2 separate regions of the Gossypium hirsutum genome follow, and region 1 is linked to region 2. Evidence: chromatin contacts called from public Hi-C data. All regions are on one chromosome and are shown on one strand. Each heading gives the region's core, a stretch centred on a gene start, on an enhancer-like site or on the middle of the called end of the contact. The rest is flanking DNA. Distances are from core to core; before and after follow the strand shown. Region 1 has its middle 34 kb from the start of LOC107961456. Region 2 holds the start of LOC107959803 (ABC transporter B family member 15).

Region 1 (6,005 bases), core at 2,239-4,738, 43 kb before region 2:
TTCATATAAACGTCGGTAAATTAAGAACAAAGGGTGTTTTCCTTGTAAACGATGTGATTAAGTGTCGCAATCAATTCATTTTGCAGCTAATGTGAACTGAATTTAAATTTCTTTTTAGTTAGCTCTTTAAAGAAAATTTTGATAAATATATTCCATATGCTTCAATTATGAATAAGACACCAACTATACATAAAAATTGAATTTAATGTTATGTTTTGTAGAATATATTATTGCCTTTAAAGAGATTTTGCTTTTAAGCATTGAAAAGCATCTTTAACATGGAGTTTCTGGATTTGGGCATCGACTGTGGAAGAACATATGCAAAGTTTAAGTGGGAGTAAAAAAATAGTGCTATTTTTGGAAGCTAGGTATCTATCAAAGCATTTTTTTTTCTTTAAAAAAGTACCATCTTTTTGCACAATGCATTACCCATAAATCCAATTTTACTATTTTTTTTCTTATAATTCGAATCTACAGATTAAACCAACACAAAAATTAATTCAAAAAAAGAAAAATTGAAAGGCTAATGACAAACAAGTGAGAAGTGTCGAATCTGATGTGATGGTAAAGTGATTGAGGAAGGTGGTGATGGTGGAAACTGTGAAAAGTTTGAAGAATCCCCCAATTCGAATTGATAGTTCATACTTTCATTCAATGGTATTTTCAGCTGTTACTTCTTCTCCTTCTTCTTCATGTAATACATCAAAACAGGGCAAGCAAATAAACATGGTCATCACAATTATATTATGCTAATCCTACTCAAGCCATTTAAAATTACAAAATCATGTCTATGGATGTCTTTTCAATCATGTCGTGTTTTCAGTTAGAATTATAAAATGGGCTTTGGTCCGTCGTCTAAATTTTCCCATGTATTTTGAAAAAGGTAAAATAATTTTTTTAAATTATAATTATTTTTTTATATTTTAAACAAAAAAATATTTTTCAAAAGAGTAAAAAATTATGAAAAAATAAAGAAAATGATTTTTAATATTTTAAAAATATAAAAATTTAATATTATTTAAATCGAATCAGGCCGAATTAGTTGGACCAAGAATCAGTTAGGGTATTTGTTAGCTTGGATACTTGCTAAGAAACAAACCATACCAATCAAAAAGTGACAAGAGTAGACACTTCTTCACCACCAAATGTTAAAAATAGTAAACACACAAAATAAGGAAGTTATTTACGCAGTTCAATTTTCCTACGTCTGTGGAGCCTAGTTTAGTAAGAAATATCTACACTATTTAATAATTACAATAAGTGATTCTAATCTATCACACCCTGTGACAATTTCTCTCACATTTGTACCTTGAATACTTTAATACTCTCATCACTAAATCACCCTTTGTGAATTCAATAAATAAAACCAAAACACAAATGTTTTACTATCAAAATCCACCCACACAATGGTTCATCACATGAGCAAATTAAATGCTTAATTATCTCAGTACATTCACATGTACAAGTCTCTCAAATATATAAATTATTTCAAGACTTGTTAACAAATAAGATAAGTAAAATACAATATAATAATAACAATCAAAATAAATATGGACTCTTTGAAGCTCAATAAATAGAGTTTCAATCCAATCCAATGTCCATGATCTTAGGGATTAACTTGGGTAATCCGATCCAATACAATCTCCAATAAGCTAAATGTTATCCATATACTCAGCATAACCCATATACAATATTCAATAAATTGCCAACTCTTCAAATATGGAAATTATCTTCTCATAGTTTTGGTGGCCAGGGAGTGAACATTCCTCTAGCACCAAATTGTCAGTTTCATATTTTTTAACAGTATCGGTTCAATGAGAGGTAAAAATCAGTTGACTGGTGAACTGATATAAACTAGTTGAATCAAGCTAAAAAACTAGTTGAACTGATAGTCAAACTGATTTTATAATTCTTAATATTTTTTATTTTTAATAATTTTTCTTTGAATCAATCAAACTAGTCGCTCTAGGAATCAATTGGTCAGACCAATTCAAAATTAGCTTACTTGCTAGTTCAATTAGTTTTTTTAGCTTGGTTCAACTAGTTCGTCTCGACTCACGGGGGTCAACTGATTTTTACTTCTCACTAGACTGATACCCTAGCTGGTTTTCAATCCAGTCGGTCTAGTCTGGTTTAGATAACATAGAATTTTAGATTTTTTTATATTTTTATTTTTGAATTTTAAAGAATTTTTAATTATATTTTTTAAATTTTTATGTTTTTATTTAAAATATGAAAAAAAAATCCTTAAAGTTTATTATTTTTTTATTATACTTTTTAAGGGCATGAGTCAAATTGAAAAAAACTGTAAATGTTGATGGCTAAAAATATTATTTTACTTTTGGCATCATTAACTTAAATGACAAAAATTAGACGGAAGGGCCAAAATTTTTAAATATAAAAAGTATAGAAACTCAATATCTCAAATATAAAGTATAGAAATTAACTTTCAAATTTTAAAAGATTACATGAACCTTTAACATATTTAAACTAATAAAATGATTCGTGTAATTAAATATTAAATTTTAATTTGAAAATAAGGGAAAAGTTGTTAATGTTAAAATTCATTTTTAACGATGGCTATATGAGTTAAGTATAAATGAGATATCTTTACTTACAAGTTATTTAAATATTATTAAATCTAACTCAATCAATTCGAGCTATGGAATAAATTGAATTCAAATATTTTAATGAAGAGATTTAAGAGTCTAATAATTTTTTTTATTACTATTGAAAAGTCTCAATTCAAACTTAACAACCTTGATAATGGAGGTTATTTTTTATTAGGTAATCAAGTTGGCTCAAATAATTTGGTTTTTATCATGAATTTTGGGTTTTAAATTTGGTGAAAACTTTCTCTTAATGATAATTATATTAATATGAGGAATATATAAAATATTAGTGTTTGTACTCTTTAGAAAAAAATTAAATTCGGTTAAGATTATTTTTGAGTTGAGCTTAAATAATTTAAGTTATCAAGTGAGCTAAATTCAAATATTTTAATATTTAACATGAAAAGATTACGACTTTAATTTATATTTTTTTAAAACTTTTAATTAATATTGAAAAATCCCAATTTGATCTTAGAATACTTCAACCTAGAATTTAAAATCTAACATGAGAATTAATGTTTTTGAGTAAACAAAATTGAGCAAACTTAATCATACAAATTTCTGCAGTTCAATTGTTATATGGAATTCAAATTTTAAAAATAAAATTCACTCAAATTTCATTTTGTTTGAGATAAACTTGACTCAACTAGGCTACTAACATGAAATAAGACCATCCCTTTTTTGATGATGATGCAAGACAACAAATTGGCAAAGTGTTGGACATTAATGAATCTTGAAAATCAGTGTGATATTAAATAGGAAGCAAAGAGAAATGGCAGCAAATGACTGTTGCGGACCTGTTTTTAGCACTCCAAGTAAAACATTGCTGATCTGATCTGATCTGATATGATCTCCCTCCCATCTGTGTTTGAAGAGTGGATGATGTTTGGTTCAATGTAATTCAGTTAAAGTGCTTGTGGTGTTGGGGGTGGGGTGGGGGGGTCCCTTTGTTGTAATCCAAAGAAAGGGACAAGACTAGACTTTGCCATTGAGAAAACCATATCTAGAAGCTCCACCATAGCTTTTATATCGCCATTTGCCAAATCCAAAACAACACCTCTATCTTAGCTTTTGCCACAATCTTTTCCGATTTGGAGAAAGACCCAGAGTTTCTTTTTACATTAATGTTTCATAAATGAATGAAATTGTAGAGCTTTCAAGATATCAATTACAACCACTATCTCTACTTACCCACCATAATCACTTCCACCACCCACCAACTGTTTGTTAAAATAACAAAAAGAAGCTATAACTTATAAATAGGACTTTTAACTTTTTCACTTTTCTGCCTATAAGTAGACAATCTGACCTTATCACGATTAAAAAAAATGACGCACCCAATGAATTCTCGAATACCCAATCTCCAAATTTTACAAAAGAACTTGGCCAGATATTTATGCAAACACTCCCTAAACAAATTTCATGATTTCATCCATCAATTCAAGCTCCAAGGAGAGAAAAGTGTCTGCTTTTTCTTCCATGTCAACTTGCCCTCCATTCTTCGGCCTTTGACAGTTACATCCACTTTCAAAAGCACATTAAGGTGAATTTCATCAAAGTGGCGATTGCTTTCTTCTTTAGTATACATCTGCCTGATGGGATTCCTCGCTAAAATTGCTAATAATTACTAATTCAATGGCGATCGAATTTACAAGACGAGAATCACCAAACACGTGCTCGAAAAAAGAGAGCAAAGCTAATCAATCTACTGATTATTTTCATTCAATAATTGTGATGCTACATTGTCCGAAAGGCTAGATTATCAACCTTTTGATGTTTCGGTTAGCACCTAACAGCTATTTGTTTATTTGATATTAAAGACAAAAGAAAATGTTCTTAATTTTGTCTAACCCGATTGCTTTTAAGGCATACTAACATATTCATTATGTTATAAATAACTAAGGTCAAAAAAATATTTTTATGTAAAGTTATTATCTCGTCAAATCAATCACTTTGATCGAGAAAAATTTATCTAGTTAAGGATTTATTTTTATTTTCTACGTGCAAACCGCGTAAACCATCCATATATCACATAAAAACTCATTTGAAAACTCCATTGCCACATTCTAGCACACATAATGAAATTTTTACTCTGCTTTCAACTCTCCACAATGTGGACATGTCTCTTCGTAATCTTATCACCAACTCTACGCAGTAGGACATTTTTCCAAGAGAATCCATATCAACCTTTTTATTTATATAAGCTTACTTCATCGCTCAATCAACAAGAAAACTTTTAAATACCAATTCTTTACTCAGTTATTCTTAGATCTTTTCATCTTCCCAAACTCTCCAGATCTACTACTAATATAGTTTGGCACACTATGTATCAATGATTAGCATTGTTTGTTGTTTGTTGGAACTTGAACAATAAACTATGCCTCCACCCAACGACAATATCCCTAACTTGTATAACCAAGGAATCATATAAGATTTCCAAGAACCACACGACCTAGTTGTTGCTTCTATTCCATTTAACGCATGCAACCAACATTAACCAGTAGGCCAAGGATACTACTAGGTCAGGCTTTGATATGGTCAATTTGATTATTATGCTGGTTATTCTGGTTACAGTGACCATTATTATTTTGGTTATCACCAATATCCCTAAAAGAATTACATGCACCCATGCCCCTAATATTATCTATCAAAACCAGTCACCATTCCCGCAACCATTATCGAACCCTACACTAGAATATCCAACGAATCAACATCCCAGTTAAGCTTCTCCAAACCCAATTCCAACAACAATGGAAATGTTGCAGCAAAATGCTCCAAGTTATCCAAGAAATTTGAGCAGGAAAACCCCCTAGGTTTCCTTAAGATGGGCACTGGAAAAAATTGGTCCAATAAAATTATAAATAGTAGTGGTCATGACATTAGTCACTATAACAGTGAGATTAAAATAAATAGTGGAATATACAATTGGATTCAAATGCAATTATAGCAATAAAATGAAAATGCAAAATAATCATTAAGAACACGAAATTAAATTATATATGTAAAATGAATGTTAAGTATTAAATTTCATAGTCAATATAAATATACTAAATTTGTATTTATTTATTAATTAAATTTTGTGTTTTATTTTTCATATATTTATTAAACTATATAAAATTAAATATTCTTAAAATAAAATTTACTAAATAAATATAATGATTTATTTAAAATAAAAATTATCTAAATTTTTTTAAAGTCTTAAATAAAATTTGATAAATAATAAATAAAACTACAAGCTTTAAAATAAAAGAACAAACTATACAAATTGTAACTTAACTATGCTCACGTTCCTATTTTGGTCACTCAATTTTACAAATTTTCAATTTAGGTACTAACGATTGCATTTATTTCTATTTTGGTCACTCGCCGTTAAATTAATAATGGAAACAATAG
Region 2 (6,340 bases), core at 494-2,993:
TATAAGTTAAGTTGATACATTTCATATATCTTAATATTAACAAATTTGTATATCATTTAAATGCATTTTTTTTAATTTACATTTTTTTTAAAATAGCCATTTTAACTTCTCAACACTATTTTTGTTAGAAATGCTAAATACTTAAATCTTAAACTAAATTTTATTGGTCACTCTTGGTTGGTCAAAACTTTGGTTAGATCAATTTGATCAAGCAAAAGTTGATGATTACCATTGTTATTGCTTTCGATGTTGGGTGGAAACCTCGTTAAACGCTTATTCTCCTCCACAGATACAATTAAGGGTGTTCCCAATATGGTAAAATTGAATTAATCGATCTAATTTGGTTAATCAGTCGGTAGTCGAATTTAATTCGGTTGGAAGTCAATTAATAATTTTTTGAAATTTCGATTATCAATTAATTCAATTTAAAACCGAGTAATTACTAATGTCTTATTTGTCATTTTCAACGGATAATTAACTGAATTTCAAGACTTATGTAGTGTTTCTAAATTATTATTTGTTATTTTCATCTCTATTTAAAGTTTTTTGAACTATTAAATAAAAGAAAATGAACATTTAGCAATGTATTTTTTTTAATGTTTATACTTGTTTTAATCAAAAGACAAAAACATATAAATTCTGGTTAATTCAATTAACCGATCGAATTAATCGAAATATTTCAATTTAGTTAAAATATTTTAAAAAGTTTTGATTCGATTAAGGGTTAACAATTTTTATATTTCAAATAATTTAATTAATAATAATTCGATTCGAATATTAATCGAACCGACCATTTGAATATCTCTAAATAAAACGACATATGCAACTCTTTCAACTCTCCTGCGATGTCAGCACAAGAGTCTCCAAACTTCAATTGCAACAAATGTCATCCCTATTCAACTTCCTGCCACTGATTTGGTCCTCTTTAAGTGTTACGAGGAAAAAGGTTTTAGATTATGATTTCGATGCTATCATATAGGATTCGGATCGCTGTTGATTTGGATATTCGCCATTCATAATTCTCTTAAACTTCGATTATAATTTAAATAAACGATTTATAAAAACTTAATAAAAATAATTTCTGAAATTAAATCTGATAAATTGTACCTAAGGTCATTAAAATCAATAAATTTACATCTTGATCATTCAATTTCAAATATTACAAAATGAGTATTAAATAATTTGAAAGGTTACAAAATGTCATCAGAGACATCTTATTCTCCTATGTTTTGGATTTTTTTGCCTTGTTTTTTAAATAAATTTTATAGTTTTATAATTTGCTATAAATTTTAAATAAATTTTTTTATTGTTTTTGTATTTTTAACATTTTTTTGAATTCTCAAAATAATTTTAATAATTTTCTATTATTTTCTTGAATTTTAAATAGTTTTAAATATTTTTTAAATTTTAATTTTTTTAATCATTATTAACATGCATGTGAACTGCCACGTGGATTTCAAATCAGTATAACTGATATATGTTAACTTTTCTATTTATTTCAGAGTGTTTTGACAAAAAATAATAATCGAGAGATTAAAAGAGAAAAATTAAATGATATGACTAAAATAATTTTTTTCACAAAATTAGACGTCAAATAATATTTTTATTTTAAAAATAGATAGTGGTTAAATAGTTGACAGCTATCTTCCACCGAGCTAAACATTATTATTTTCTCCCATTTTCAGGTGCCCCATAAATGCAGCACCCACTTTTCAAGTTTTATACTACTAATAGTTTTCCTTTTCACATTTCCTGGGTTCTTCAATTCTCCATATTATGTTTAGTGTTTAGTTTCCCTTTGTTTTAAAGCTCAAAGGTTTAGAAAACAATGACAGCGGATGATGGCAGGGGCAAGCCACGAACCACTGATCTGCGTAGGCGAGGGCGAGCAGGGGGGGGGAGGCGAACAGAGGGTTGAGTGTTGATAGACTAGGGCTTTTTTGTTTCATTTGCTTTAACTAATTTAGGCTGGGCTAGCTTAGAGTTTTTAAAAGTGGGCTTTTTTGGTCCGATCCAAGTTAATCTGGTCCAATTAGTGGACGGTTTGCTGTTTCAACATCCGTGGTCTATTTACTTTCTTTTTTTTTTACTATTTTAGTAACCATATAAATAAACCCTTTATTATTATTATTTTTCCTTTCAGTGGTTTACTCTTCACTACCAACTCTAAGCCACACAACACGAAGAATAGCTATATATACAAGACATTTCTCATGTTTGTTTCTTAATACTTAGCCAAAAGCATCACCCTGTCACTTGTTTCTCTTCTCACTTGTCTTAAAAGACAACTATTTTTGGAGGCAAGCAAAGAAAACAACAACAAACAAAAAACACGAAACACCCGGTGCTACCCTAAGTGGTTTACAGATTCTTTGGGTGCTGTTTTTATTTTCTTCTCAAAATGGGTAATGAGAAGGAGAAACAGAAGAAGATAAACGGATCCATAAGGTCAATTTTCATGCATGCGGATGATGTAGATATGTGGTTGATGACTCTTGGCTTCATCGGAGCCGTTGGTGATGGTTTTTGTACACCTCTTGTATTGCTTGTTACTAGCAAGTTGATGAACAATCTTGGTGATTCTTCAGCTTTCACTGCAGACATGTTCATTCATAACATAAACAAGGTCTTTCTTCGTTTTTTTTTCTTGGTTTTTTTTCCAAAAAAGGCACATGCATACGCACATACATGCAAATCAGTAAAAAGAAGGGGAGTAGCTAGGCATGGGCCCCAACCCCCCTCCAAATTTTAAGACGATTCTTATTGTTTAGGCTATTTAAGATAAACAAGGATAAAACTGCAACATTAAATTATTCTTATATCATGTAAATTTAGATTTCGTCCCTCAAAATTATAATTTATATGTTACCCCTTTTCAATTTAATTCTATTAAAATTTCATTTTCATAACACTTTTAATATATATCACTTATTACTTTTTTAGTTTAAATTTGTTTACATTTTTATTAATCAAATTAATATATATTTACTCTTGTTATTTTGTTAGTAATATTTTTCATCCTACGCTCATAATGAAAAATAATAAACTTAAATTATGTTTATTCTTAATATAAATTGAAGATTACTTATTTCACTTTTTCTAAATTAAAATCATTTCATGTTTTTATATCATAATATTGAATAATTTTATTATAATTTCTTAAATGTTGAGACTTCAATAGTTATAAAAAAATTAAGATAGTAACGCGAAACATAATTTATAATATTTTAAAATCGAAAAAAATTATTCCAAGATTTTATATAATATTAGTAATTTAAATACTATATAATATTTAAATATGGTGCTTTTCAGGGAAGCAGCCTTGGCCCCTAGATAATTGGTATAATACTATTTTAGTTCCTTTTCATTTATAAAATATTAAATTGAAGCCTTTTTAAAGTTTTTTTTTTTACATTTTTGGCCCCCCAAACTATTACAACTTTATTTTGACCTACTAACAACAAATTTCTAGCTTCGTCCTTAGTGCTTTCTATAAAATGAGTTAAAACATATTTAAAGATATAGAACATATTTAGATAGTGAAAGAATTTTTTTTTAATTAATATAGTTGGAATGATGTCAAAAAATTTTAATTAAAAAATAAAAGAGATTTTAAAATTAAAAAAAATCTAAATTTTAAAAAAAAAATCTATTAAACTTGAGCCATCAAATTAGGCAAATAATATAACATAAAAACTTAATTTTGATTTAAATTTAGATATAATGGATAATGGATAATGGATTATGTATATATATAATTGTTGTACAATTGTTTTTAATTCCGCCCTCCGTAAACAAAATATTTGACTTCGCCTATGTTTCTACCTAACATGATTTGGTTTTATGGGTGACAGAATTCAATGGCTTTATTGTATTTGGCTTGCGGGTCTTGGGTTGCTTGTTTTCTAGGTAAGTTTAAATTCATAGCATTCAATGGCTTGAAGGAATGGTTAATGGAGGCATAGTTAATGATTTTTTTTTGTATGTGCTTTTCTTTTGTCATTTTTCAGAAGGATTTTGTTGGTCAAGAACAGGTGAGAGACAAGCGACAAGAATGAGAGCCGGGTATTTGAAAGCTATCTTAAGACAAGATGTGGGATACTTTGATTTGCACGTTACAAGCACAGCTGAAGTTATCACCAGTGTTTCAAATGATAGTCTAGTAATCCAAGATGTTCTCAGTGAAAAGGTTCCTTCTTGCAAATCGTATGTAATCTCTTGACTAAAAACGAGTAATTTAATTACTACTAATGGGTGATCATGTCATGCAGGTGCCAAATTTTCTGATGAATGTTGCAATATTTGTTGGGTGTTACATGGTAGCATTCATAATGCTATGGAGACTAGCAATAGTGGGGTTTCCTTTTGCTGTTGTTTTGGTGATTCCTGGTCTAATGTATGGAAGAGGGTTGATAGGAATAGCTAGAAAGATAAGTGAGGAGTACAATAAGGCTGGAACTATAGCAGAACAGGCAATATCTTCTATAAGAACAGTTTATTCCTTTGTTGGTGAGAGTAAAACCATTGCAGAATTCTCAGCAGCTTTACAAGTGTCCGTGAAGTTGGGATTAAGACAAGGCTTGGCTAAAGGTCTTGCGATTGGAAGCAATGGGATTGTTTTTGCCACTTGGTCTTTCATGTCGTATTATGGCAGTAGGATGGTTATGTATCATGACGCTCCAGGAGGGACTGTTTTCATTGTTGCTGCCGCCATTGCCATGGGGGGCCTGTAATTTCCTTCAAACTTTTCCACATTGAATGTGTACATGAATCTATATGTATATTTGCTATATATATATAATATATATATATAAAAAGAAATAAAAAATTCAAACACGTAATATTTTTTGGATTTTGGTGATGATCAGATCATTAGGGGCCAGTCTATCCAACCTCAAGTATTTCTCTGAAGCATGTGCAGCTGGGGAACGGATTATGGAAGTAATGAAAAGAGTCCCCAATATTGATTCTGACAATTTGGAAGGAGAAATTTTGGAAAAAGTTACAGGAGCAGTTGAATTTAGGCATGTTGACTTTGCATATCCATCAAGGCCTGACACCATGGTTTTCAAAGATTTATGCCTCGACATTCCAGCTGGAAAGACTGTGGCTTTGGTGGGTGGTAGTGGCTCAGGGAAATCCACAGTCATAGCACTACTACAAAGGTTTTATGACCCACTTGGGGGAGAGATACTGCTTGACGGAATTTCCATAGATAAGCTGCAGGTCAAGTGGTTAAGATCACAAATGGGTTTGGTGAGTCAAGAGCCAGCACTTTTTGCTACAACCATTAAGGAGAACATACTTTTTGGCAAGGAAGATGCTAGCATGGACGAAGTTATTGATGCGGCCAAAGCCTCAAATGCCCACAGTTTCATATCCCAATTGCCTCAAGGTTATGAAACTCAGGTTAGCCCTTTTAACATCCAAAAAAACACAAAATTATAGTGAAAAGGTGTAATTTCTTCCCAAGTAATCAGATAGAGAAGTGTCTAATCAGGTCATTGTTTCTTGCCTGAGTTTTATCATCTTATATATATAACAATATTCTTCATTTTCATTTTAGTTAATAGTAAACTGGTTCCCTAACAATTCCTTTTAACACCCAGTCCTTCAAAATGAGCACCCATGTTACTTTATTCTTTAAAATATAATTTGCCAATTAATTTTTTGCATTTGTTGCAGACCATACTTCAGGAACATGATAACCATTTCTCATTTATGTATCTTTGTTTACGTACTTCATATCACTTTTGAGAAACTAGTTGAAGCTGAGGATTACATTCATTAAAGAAATAAACTGATTTTTGTTTGTGATCAAATCTTTAAATCCTTGTTCTGAATGAATCTGAAAAAGTAAAATATCTTTTCAACAGGTTGGAGAAAGAGGGGTTCAAATGTCTGGTGGACAAAAGCAAAGGATTGCTATAGCAAGAGCAATAATAAAAGCACCTCGAATCCTTCTTCTAGATGAAGCAACAAGTGCACTAGACACAGAATCCGAACGAGTTGTGCAACAAGCAATAGACCAAGCTGCCGTTGGCCGCAGCTCCATAGTAATCGCCCACCGCCTTTCCACCATTCGCAATGCTGACCTTATAGCAGTTGTCCAAAATGGCGAGGTTATCGAAATAGGATCGCATGATCAGTTGATGGAAAATGATATCGGTCACTATGCTTCTTTAGTCCACCTTCAACAAATAGAGAAAGAAAAGACTCTTGATGAAGCTAACTCAAATTTATCTACCTGTGCATCATCTTCAATATCAAATATAGACATTTACAGCACAAGTAGTCATAGACTTTCTTTTGTTAGTCGGTCCAGTTCCGCCAATTCATT

What was found. A called contact is a pair of places that touch in the nucleus more often than the background predicts.
Region 1: a contact with region 2 is called in a Hi-C map of leaf, with 2.8 times the contacts expected there. The contact joins the enhancer-like site here to the promoter of LOC107959803 in region 2. A contact is called at or near these places in 11 of 34 Hi-C or Micro-C datasets (anther, cotyledon, fibers and 3 more).

The regions. Positions count from the first base shown.
Region 1 is chrA05:100,357,479-100,363,483 of Gossypium_hirsutum_v2.1, reverse strand. No RefSeq gene overlaps it. Among protein-coding and RNA genes, the nearest start is that of LOC107961456, 34 kb to the left of the region's middle. Within about 2 kb of position 3,488, at least 5 of the 9 cell types and tissues checked have an H3K27ac peak or open chromatin away from gene starts, as enhancers often do. A contact at or near this core is called in cotyledon, fibers and leaf, where this site is marked.
Region 2 is chrA05:100,312,713-100,319,052 of Gossypium_hirsutum_v2.1, reverse strand. LOC107959803 (ABC transporter B family member 15) reads left to right here and starts at 1,743. Exons shown (of 7, transcript XM_016895958.2): 1 at 1,743-2,626; 2 at 3,855-3,909; 3 at 4,011-4,189; 4 at 4,272-4,729; 5 at 4,869-5,409; 6 at 5,877-6,340. The coding sequence starts at 2,402.